2 separate regions of the Mus musculus genome follow, and region 1 is linked to region 2. Evidence: chromatin contacts called from public Hi-C data. All regions are on one chromosome and are shown on one strand. Each heading gives the region's core, a stretch centred on a gene start, on an enhancer-like site or on the middle of the called end of the contact. The rest is flanking DNA. Distances are from core to core; before and after follow the strand shown.

The links. Hi-C and Micro-C count contacts between places; a contact is called where the count stands out from the background.
Region 1: a contact with region 2 is called in a Hi-C map of cerebral cortex, with 3 times the contacts expected there. The contact joins two enhancer-like sites. A contact is called at or near these places in 2 of 15 datasets of contacts at CTCF or cohesin (CD8 T cells and the NIH/3T3 cell line), 4 of 484 Hi-C or Micro-C datasets (Th1 cells, cerebral cortex and embryonic stem cells), 4 of 115 datasets of contacts at active chromatin or transcription factors (CD8 T cells, bone marrow-derived macrophages and embryonic stem cells) and 2 of 9 other capture datasets (adipose tissue and liver).

Annotation. Positions count from the first base shown.
Region 1 is chr17:80,757,892-80,763,116 of GRCm38.p6, reverse strand. No RefSeq gene overlaps it. Among named protein-coding and RNA genes, the nearest start is that of Gm33538, 25 kb to the left of the region's middle. Within about 2 kb of position 2,271, at least 13 of the 459 cell types and tissues checked have an H3K27ac peak or open chromatin away from gene starts, as enhancers often do. A contact at or near this core is called in cerebral cortex, where this site is marked.
Region 2 is chr17:80,619,158-80,624,096 of GRCm38.p6, reverse strand. It overlaps Map4k3 (mitogen-activated protein kinase kinase kinase kinase 3), which reads left to right. Exons shown (of 34, transcript NM_001290345.1): 16 at 1-41. Among named protein-coding and RNA genes, the nearest start is that of Cdkl4, 44 kb to the right of the region's middle. Within about 2 kb of position 2,991, at least 17 of the 459 cell types and tissues checked have an H3K27ac peak or open chromatin away from gene starts, as enhancers often do. A contact at or near this core is called in cerebral cortex, where this site is marked.

The DNA of each region.
Region 1 (5,225 bases), core at 1,022-3,521, 140 kb before region 2:
CCCACAAGCCCACCCTTACTACAGAAGAGCATAGAAATTGAAAAAAATGTCACATACTTCATGGTGCGAGTCAACTTCTTTCCAAATGACACTTCCTTTGAAATGGCATAAATCTGGAGTTTGCTTTTTTTTAAATAATGCTTCTTTTTAATTTTCAATTTTGATTGTGATGTAATGGCTCAAATCTACATTTCAAAGCTCATAAAACTGAGTTTGCCACCAGGCCTGAGCGTGACATCTCCTTTTATGGACCCAAATAAAGAACAGTGAGCTGGATTATTAGATAGGCTTTTGTTCTTTTCCTCAAATATTTGCATGAATTATTCAGCTTTTGTGTGGCTGGAGCTTTGAAATATTCAAATTCCTTGAACTATTTCATTATTTAAGATTTCTATTTTTTTCCCCTGGCAGTGTAGACTCGGCGTGGTCATCACTCCCCATAAGTGCCTACACTGAGCTGAGTCGCCTCCCTCACGTGACAGAGGAGACACAGAAAGCAGCTTTTCTCGGAGGTTTGCACCCAGCAGGGATAGGAAACCCTGAAACCACAAGGTGCTTCTGAACCACAAGTTACAAAGTCAGAGAAAAACGAAACATCTTCCAGGGTGCCCTGAAGGACCTTGAGACATGAAGTCACTCAGCCCAGGCCGGCCTCGAACTCCCTATGCAGCCAAGGTTGATAGCACTAGGAATCCATGCCAGGCAAGCACTCTGCAAGCTCAGCTGTCTCCAATCCCCACTGAGAGGAGCTGGCATCTCAGATGAACCCCGAAAGACCAGGTGGTATATCACAAGTAGAAGGACAGTGAAATAAGGATCTAAAAAGCTCAATTTCTTTTTTTCTTTTTTCCTTTTTTTTTTTTTTTTCGAGACAGAGTTTCTCTGTATAGCCCTGGCAGTCCTGGAACTCACTCTGTAGACCAGGCTGGCCTCGAACTCAGAAATTCTCCTGCCTCTGACTCCCAAGTGCTGGGATCAAAGGCGTGCGCCACCACACCCGGCTAAAATCTCAATTTCTTAAACTAGGCAGTGGGGGGGGCACGCCTTTAATCCCAGCACTTTGGAGGCAGAGGGCCGGCAGATCTCTGAGTTTGAGGCCAACCTGGTCTACAGAGCAAGTTCCAGGACAACCAGGACTACACAAAGACCTGCCTCAGAAAACAAAACAAAACAAAACAAAACAAACAAACAAACAAACAAACAAAAAACCTCAACTTCTTTATTCACGCTCATTTAATTCTCTAATGTTCCTGTCTGCATCTTTGAAATCCCATTAGGAGACTTCTAGCTGTGATGATAGGTTCTCTGGTCTTCTCTTTGATTCTGCCTCCTCATCTGACAAACCCGTGGGACAATCCCAGGAGCCTCTTTCTTAGAGCTGCCCCTCATTGTGAGGTGAGAAGGAATCCCCCAGGCTGTCCCAGGCAGTCCTCACAAACAGCCTCCCTCAGAGCCTCCACCCCTTTTACTTCTGTCCTACTTGAAAGATGCTGTCTGAAGTCGGGCAGTGTGTTGGCACACACCTTTAATCCCGGCACTTGGAAGGCAGAGGCAGGCGAATTTCTGAGTTCAAGGCCAGCCTGGTCTACAGAGTGAGTTCCAGGACAGCCAGGGCTATACAGAGAAACCCTGTCTCGAAACCAAAAAAAAAAAAAAAAAAAAAAGATGCTGTCTGAAGATAAAAAGCCAGGGATGAGAGATGACTCAGCAGTAAGATGCCTGTTGCTCTTGCAGAGGACCGGATTAGTTCCCGGTACCCGAATCTCAGTTCCTAGTACCCACATTAGGAGGCTCCACCAGCATATCGCTCTGTCTCTCTCCGTGTCTCTCTCTCTCTCCATGTCTCTCTCTCTCTCCATGACTCTCTCTCTCTCTCTCTCTCTCTCTCTCTCTCTCTCTCTCTCTCTCTCTGTGTGTGTGTGTGTGTGTGTGTGTGTGCGTGCCTAGACTGTGAGTGAGGAAGACGACATCTGTGATAGAATTGGAAAGGTTCAAAGGGGAAGGAATCTGGTAGCACAGAATGAGCGGAATGTACCACAAGCAGATCTGATGCTTTTCGACTCCTCCGCAGGGAAAACATCCCGGGGATGGGGGGATTTGCCTTCGAGATTACTGAAGATATGAAAATACTTATTTCGGTGAAAGAGCGGGTCAAGCCCGCCCCACAGCAAAGGATTTAGCATGCAAAAGGAAGGAGAGAAGAAGCAAAAGCCAGAAGAGGTCATGAACCGGGGTAGTGGAACATTGTGTCAGCCAAGGGACAAAGGTAAACCCAGGAGCAGTCTACACCACTGGATGCTGTTGCGACAGAAAGGGGGACATGGGGACCCAAGCTGCATGTGAGAGCTGAACAACCAAAGTGATGATGTCAGAGAGAGCGGCGACCAGGGAAGAGCTGGAGGGCCTGCCAGCCAACATGTACTTCCAGGACCGCTGTGATCCAAAACAACGGTGGCAACAGACGAAGTACAAAATGGGAAGCAAAGTCAGGCCTGTACACACTCCAACATATCTCTGCAGCCCAGAAACAGAACAGAAACAATATGGTAAGTAGGCTGAAGATAGAGACCTGCTGCATCCTGCCAGAAGGAAACAGAGGCTCTGGAGCCTGGGCTCACCAAGGTAGGAGGCTTTCATCTCAGCATTCACACTAGGAGGGCCGAGGGAAGAGGAGCTCTTTGAGTTTGAGGCAAGCCTGCTCCACATAGGGAATTCCAGGACAGCCAGGAATAGAGAGAGAGGCCTGCTCTGAAAAACCAACAGTCCACAAAGAGCCAAAATAGAAGCAACAACATGAACAGTTCATACCAGGCTAAGGTAACACTAGACTGTAAGTCTCTCCTTTAAAATGAATCTGGTTGGTTAAGAGTTTCAAAGAAGGGCCTAGAAAGATGGCCCCAGGGAAGAGCACTTGCTGCTCTTGCAGAGGACCTGGGTTCAATTCCCAGAGCCTTTATGGCAGCTCACAATGTTCTGCAACTCCAGTTGTTCTAGGAGATCTGGTGCCCTCTCTGACTTCCAATGCTCTTATACACATATGTACATTCAGGCACACACACACACACACAAAGTATCAATCAGTAAATATTTCTTTAAAAATAGTTTCAAAGTTAAGCAGAAGAGTAACAGCCACAAAACATGAAGAACAATCTATGATACATGACTATAATCCTAGCACTCAGGAGGTAGAGGCAGGAGAATAGTGAGTTCAAGACCTGCTGGGCTATACAGCAAGATCCTGCTATAGTGTTTTAAGGAAAAGCATTGAAAACGAATTTCAAAAAGTTAATTGAAGTCCAAAAATTCAGAAGCAAAACCATTAGTAATGATTATGTAGAAAAAAAAATTGAAAACCCAGGAAATTAAAAACAGTCATTGCCATTTTGGAAGGAAAAAAAAAGACAAAGAGAGAACAATCAGGGGACACAGACTAAAGGGATGCGCACACTTGCATGTGTGCTCACACAGACTTGTACAAACAGATATAGATACATACGAAAGATGAAGAGGGAAGAGGGGAGAACAAAGAAGAGGAAATAAAATGCAGAATAGCAATAAGTCAAAGAAAAAAACCTGATAATAGTTCCTGTCAATAGACATTAGGCCTGAGTGAATTTTATTAAAGTTTCAATTAAGAAATAATAGAAATCACATAGAAACTATTTGCAAAACTGAGAAAAAAAGGAAGCATCATACGACTCATTAGGACTCTAACACAACCCCCATATGTAAAAGAAAATGACAGTAAAAAATAAAATTATGGAGTACACTCAAGGACAGAACTGAAAGGTTCTAAATGAAATCACTAATAAATTAAATTCAGAAATGAATTTTAAAATATCATAACACTTGATAACTAGACAACGTTTTACCCTGAGAATTAAAGAAATATGACTTATCCTGGATGGTGAGGGTGTATGCCATTAATCTCAGCACTTAAGAGGTAGAGACAAGCAGATCTCTCTGAGTTTGAGGTCAGCCTGGGCTACCGAGCGAGATTCTGTTTCAAAACTTAAAGTGCTTTGATATGAAAAAAGATATGTAGATATTGAATACATATAGAAAAACAAAACCAACCCTCAATAAAATAAAAAAGGCATCCTAGTAAATTGTGCATGTGACTCGTTCACCCTTTGCCTACTCACATCTATTCTTCCAAGACTACCATAGACATTCTGTGAGAAGCTAATTGCACACTCATAGGAGAATCTCAAGTACAAAGGCCTAGGCTTACCCAGAAGCATGCATAAATAGCAAAGATGTGTACAAATCCCCACTGTTCTCAGTACTCTACAAGATCCTCTGGGTTTTCAATCATTGCCAGCATCTTTTAGACTTTTTCCTCTCAAAGAAATGAAAATAAATGTAGGCATGAACACTTCTAATATTTACTGAGACCCTGCAATGGGTCAAGCACAAGAGAAGTCAGAAACAATGGCAGAAGGGTGATGAGCCATAGTAAAACATTGATGCAAAATATGAAAAGCAAAGGAAACAAGGAAATGCCATTTTCATACACTGGACTGGCAATAAATAAGAAAAATTGTTATCAAGTGTTGACAAGGTTTGGGACAACAGGTGACAGCTTTGGCTTTTACAAGAAGTGACTTAAAAAGTCACAGGAGGAGTTGCTTGTTAATTTGTTATTTGTTTGTACCTTTGTTTTAATTTTTGTAATGGTAGGGATGGAACCCAAGTCTTCATGCGTGCTAGGCAAGCAGTCTACCACTGAGCTGGATTTCTAGCCCCGAAGAGAGGATTTCACTCAAAGTGGTATGGTTTGACCACTGTTTAAAGGTGATCCCTTCTAGATGCTGTGCTGAGAACTGACTGTAAAGAAGTAGTGAGACCATGGAGGAGGCTACTGCAGTGATATACAAAACACGATGGTGTCTGGGTCACCATAGAAACATTTCATTTAAGTCTTTTACATTACCCAAAAGTGCTGGGGGGTCAGGCTAGAGATGTTAAGGTAAGGAAAGACTTGAAATAGTACTCAAAATGTAAAATTTGCTTAAAAAAAAGTTTAGTAAACTCTACTGCATTAAAACTTTGGATCTAGTCAACAGAAGAAACTGTGTGATTCCATTTCTAGAGATAGAATGGGCCAAAGCATTGTGATCTAAATAGCAAAGAACTTACTCTTACACAGTCCCAAGCAAATGGCGAACTAAGCAGAGAACTCAGCGAAGAGCACAAATAAACAATTCACAGAAGAGGAAACT
Region 2 (4,939 bases), core at 1,742-4,241:
GGACAAGGACACCAAAGCCATTGCTTCTTAGGTGGCAACAAGTAAGTAAAGTTCTTTTGAAACTTAAATTCTAAGTAATTGTCTTCAATATTATATTTTATATTTAATATTTAAGGTAGTAAATTTTATTGAGCCAGTATATGTCGTGCAGCGTGCCCTTGACCTTCCCATAGTCTTCCCCTGGTCAGTAGTTGTCATCTGGGAAGATCAGCCTAAACAGCCCAACAGTCCATATTGGCCTAACCTGCAGCTCGTTCTTGTTGCAGTCACCCCAGCTGTGATGAATCTGTATCTCAGCGGCTGATTTCTTTCTAGAGTGGACCTGCTTACCCTCTGCAAAACTTGCTTGATGCATCTCTCAGATAAGCTGGCCACTAAGAGCAGCTAAAATTTTTTAAAATCATTCACCTGCTTAGAAATCCATGTTTTAACTTTAGCTGTGCTGGTCTTTTAAAGAACACTAGTAAAATAAAATAAAATGCTAGTAAAATAAATAAAAGTAGACATGCATTCATGAAAGCTATTTCATGAGAAAAGTAGATTAAGACACCATGATGGTGAGAGCATGATATAGTTAGTTTACAGACTTGTGTGAGTTCGTCATATGCCAGGGTTAAGAATCCAGAACTGCCCATCCTTAATTCCTGATTCCATAGATGAATTTTCATTCTATAAGCCAATCTGTAAGGGAGTATTTGAATTACCAAAGTATTCTGGGGATATATATATATATATATACACACAAAATTAGAACTCAAAATTTCAATCTATTGATTACACTAGAGAGCTGAGACATCTATTGCCATACTTCAAATTAAGAAACAATGATTACTGACAGACACCTTAGTTTAATGTAAACCATGTCTTTCTCTTCTATAATCTGAACACTTCATTTTTTTTAACCTAACTACACTTTCTAGTATAAAGGGCTTTTAATGAAAAGCTAAAGAAGTATGCTAATTTTGTTTAAGTTTGTTAGATATAAAAGATTAGGAATTTGTCATTATTTATTAGCCTACCTTTCTTCTTTAATCTTTTGCATTGTTTGTTTATTCGTGTATATATTTTGAGGTAAGGTCTCATTATGTAGCCCTGACTGGCCTCAGACTTACAGAGCTCCTCCTGCCTCTGCCTCTGCCTCTGCCTCTGCCTCTGCCTCTGCCTCTGCCTCTGCCTCTCGAATGCTGAAGTTAAAAGATATGCACCATCCACTAGACTCTGTCTTTCTTAACCTGGAAGATAAGTCTAAAACCCCCTGGTGGAAGATGTAGTTTTACCTGAGCAATAGATAATTGTCACTAATTAATTATTCTGATTTTGGTAGACAACAAAGAATAAATTATGTGTCACTGTGTCATAGTGATGTTAAAAATTGAGTGATGTTTTTCTAATGATACCGTTGGCTTTTAAGGACTCCGTTGCAACCAAATTTTCATGTACCTGAAGACGCTGAATATTTTGACTATATGTCGCTCACCCTTTCATTTAAAATTAATGTGCTTGAAAAGTAATATAGTCACAAATGCTTTTCTATATTTCCCAGCTCCAGTTGTCTGATTTTTTCCTAATGTTAGACCTTTTCTTAGTATGTATAGCTACTTTAGCCAGGTAAATGTTAATAATTTGCCCACCCTTCATTTTTTGATGAATTGGATCCCTGCTTAAGGAACTGTATTCTATATAACGAGTCATTGGCAAGGTAGGTTGGCCAAAGTCTTAGCTCTGGCTGTTTCCTGTGTCGTTGTGCACATACATGTGATATGTGCACATACATGTGATATGAGCACATACATGTGATATGTGCACATACATGTGATATGAGCACAGATGCAGCACTTCTCTTACTGTATAATAAGTCTCCTTTATTCTTCAGCGAGGCAGCACTGGACTAAAACTCAGGATTTCCTGCTTTCTCTATAGGTGAAGGTTGGCAGATTCCATTAATGGGTTTCTGCCTAGTTCGTATCCCACAGGAACCTTTGGATTAGATTTGTTGCATGGCCTTTGCTTTCCATAACAAAACCCAACTAACACCTTTTCTTTTGAATTCTGGTATCTCTGGGACTGGTTCTTCTGACCTTCTGTTATTTTTTTAACCAAAGCAGTTATTTTTAAAAGGAAGCTAAACTGCGTCTGGTTTTCTCTGTAGTGTAGAGCATAGTTGTAAGGATAACTAACTGTCCCTGGATAGGAGTAAAGCATGAGTCAGTCAGACCACGGCTCCCATGGCAGCCAACTGCAGAGGCAGAAATGAGTAGCCACTGTGAACTATCTAGTACCCATGGGGCTTAGTGGGCACTTACTGTTTTTACGTGTAAGTAGCTACTTAGTAATTGTCAATTATGCTAGGAAGTAGATAAACTGTTGTTTAATTTTAGAGAAATACCGAGCTTCTTGCTTTTACATACAGTCAGGGAAGTGCATACACAAGTTGTTTTGAGTCAGCCTGGCCGCTGTGTGAGCCTAGTAGCTTGCCGCATGGCTCCCTTTGCTAATTTAGATGTGCTGCGTGCTTGACGGTGGCTTCAGACTTTCCCACCTCAGTTTCCCTCCTTGTCACTGAAATCTGTGTTCATACATTGTGCCAATTTAGAAATTTTCATGAGATTTTTTCCATCATTTCAATATAGTCATTCAGTTCTATTACCAAAAACCCCTTCCCAGCCAAGTGCAAGTGGGTGTGAGAAGGTGGCTCTGTTCTTGTGTAGCCTGGAGCCACTTGTTCTCCAGCGCTCTCTGCTGTGGGAGTGCAATGGCTCACTCAGCAGACTGAGCTGCATCTCATCTTCTCAGTTGTCAAGCCACAAAAGTCGGCCACGTGTCCTCTATGCAACTTTACAGGCTCTATAACTTGTTAGCAAAATACCTTCATTCATAGAAAGACATGAGAAAGCAATGCCGATGCAGGGCTTCCTGTAGGACTCTCACTGCAGAAGCAGAGTGTGGGAGATGGGGTGTGGCTCCCCCTGCTGTGCACAGAGCCACAGTGCATCCCCAGTACCACACCCACACAAAACCCAAAAATGTGCTGTTACCCCAGCACTCAGAGAGTGGAGGCAGGTGGATCACAATCCAAGGCCATCTTCAGCTACACAGCAAGTCTGAGGCCAGCTTGGGCCAGAGAAAATATCACACACACACACACACACACACACACACACACAAAGCCAAATGCCATGTGGATCCCGTTGGTTCTGGTAACAGGAAGTAAAACTATATGTAAACTCTCTTCCTAATTAGTTTCAAATATTAATGCCTAAAAAAAGCTGTCACATGCTTAGGAAATGTAGTTTTTACTTGTTTGTTTATGAAAGGCTTGTTCACTATATAGCCCAGGCTAATGACATGATCAGAGGCTAATGACATGATCAGAGGCGTTTGCTGCCACTGCTGGCTTATCTTCTGAGAGGATACAAAAGCCCACCATCCCCCAGAGACTGTGTTAACTTGGGAAAGCCACACACTTCTCAAATCTTGGGCCCCTTTGTACCATCACCATGCTAAGGCCTTCTTGTTGCTGGTATAGTATTTTAGGATGGAAAAGTAAACAAAAGGGTTTCCAAATATATTTATTTATTTATTTATTTATTTATAAATAGTGATACATCTTCATCTTTAATAAAGTACATGTTTTATACAGTTTTTTAAAAAGTCTTGCCCTAGCCGAGCACTGGTGGTGCATACCTTTAATCCCAGCACTCGGGAGGCAGAGGCAGGTAGATTTCTGAGTTCAAGGCCAGCCTGGTCAGTGAGTTCCAGGACAGCCAGGGCTACACAGAGAAACCCTGTCTCGAAAAACAAAACAAAACAACAAAAAAAGTATTGCTCTAAGGGACCAGCTCAAATGTCTCCTCTCTCTGACACAGTACCCATGTCTGTGTCACTCCAGTTACACCCGTGCAGTCTAGCAAACTGCTGGGGCAATAACAGGCAGTATTCTTATGGAAAGAGCTACTTTTTCCTCTGAGAAAATAATAATAGTAAGGAGGTGGCATTGTTTTCTTTTTTCATATTTTCTTTACTTTCTGCAAGATGGCTGGATTTTCATGTCTGCTACTTCATTTAATCTGTTATGTCATATAGCATATAGTTTCTAGAAAACCATGGGAGAAATGAGAGTAGAAAAAGTTATGTATTCTGCAAACAGTAGGGCCTAGCAGGCCCTCCCGTAGGCGACAGGCTTCTCCCACTGTAATTTGGGCGAGCGCTTCCCGGAGGTGTCCTTAAGAATGCAGGGGAGCAGTGCTTGGTGTGCCCAGGCCTCTCAAGTGCTTTCCACAGCCACCTGTCACTGCGGGCACTTCCCCTACTGCTGCAATTCCCACTTGCATACCAGGAACTAAAGTGTGCCTGCTCACATTGAAATACCAAGGCGTGTGGTGACAGCAGGACTCGGCAGCCAGCCGGCTTTGTCTTCCTTTGCCATGCCGCTGCAGCCATAAGCTCCTGTGGCTTACGGCCCTGGGAGAGCATCACAGTCAACACGACATTCAAATATGACACGTCAGTTGTTCTTTCTTGCTCTGGTACTTGGAATTGATTAATTGTTTTTTGTGTCATTTACCATTTCCGATTCATAACTTGTCATTTGAAAACTCATCAGGCTGGCCTGCTCAATAAACTTGATAGCTAAGCATTCTACTCACTGTCTACAGTAGACAGCTAACAATGCCTTTGGGATTTCGTGGTATGATAACTGTAAGAAAAGCGATTTAGAGGTACAACCTCACAAGCTTTAAGAAGAGTCCATTTCTCCTAGGAATTGCAGCAGCCTGGAGAAGGCTTTGCGTTTCAGCACATGCACAGTGGATAGGTAGTGTGCTTCCTGAATTGCTGTGTCCAAGAACACCCCAGTCCCTCACATTCTTGAAAATAAAAGCCTTTTAAAACTTAGCTCCTTAGAGTGAAAGCCTCACAGCTGGTCTGACCCAGCCTTAGT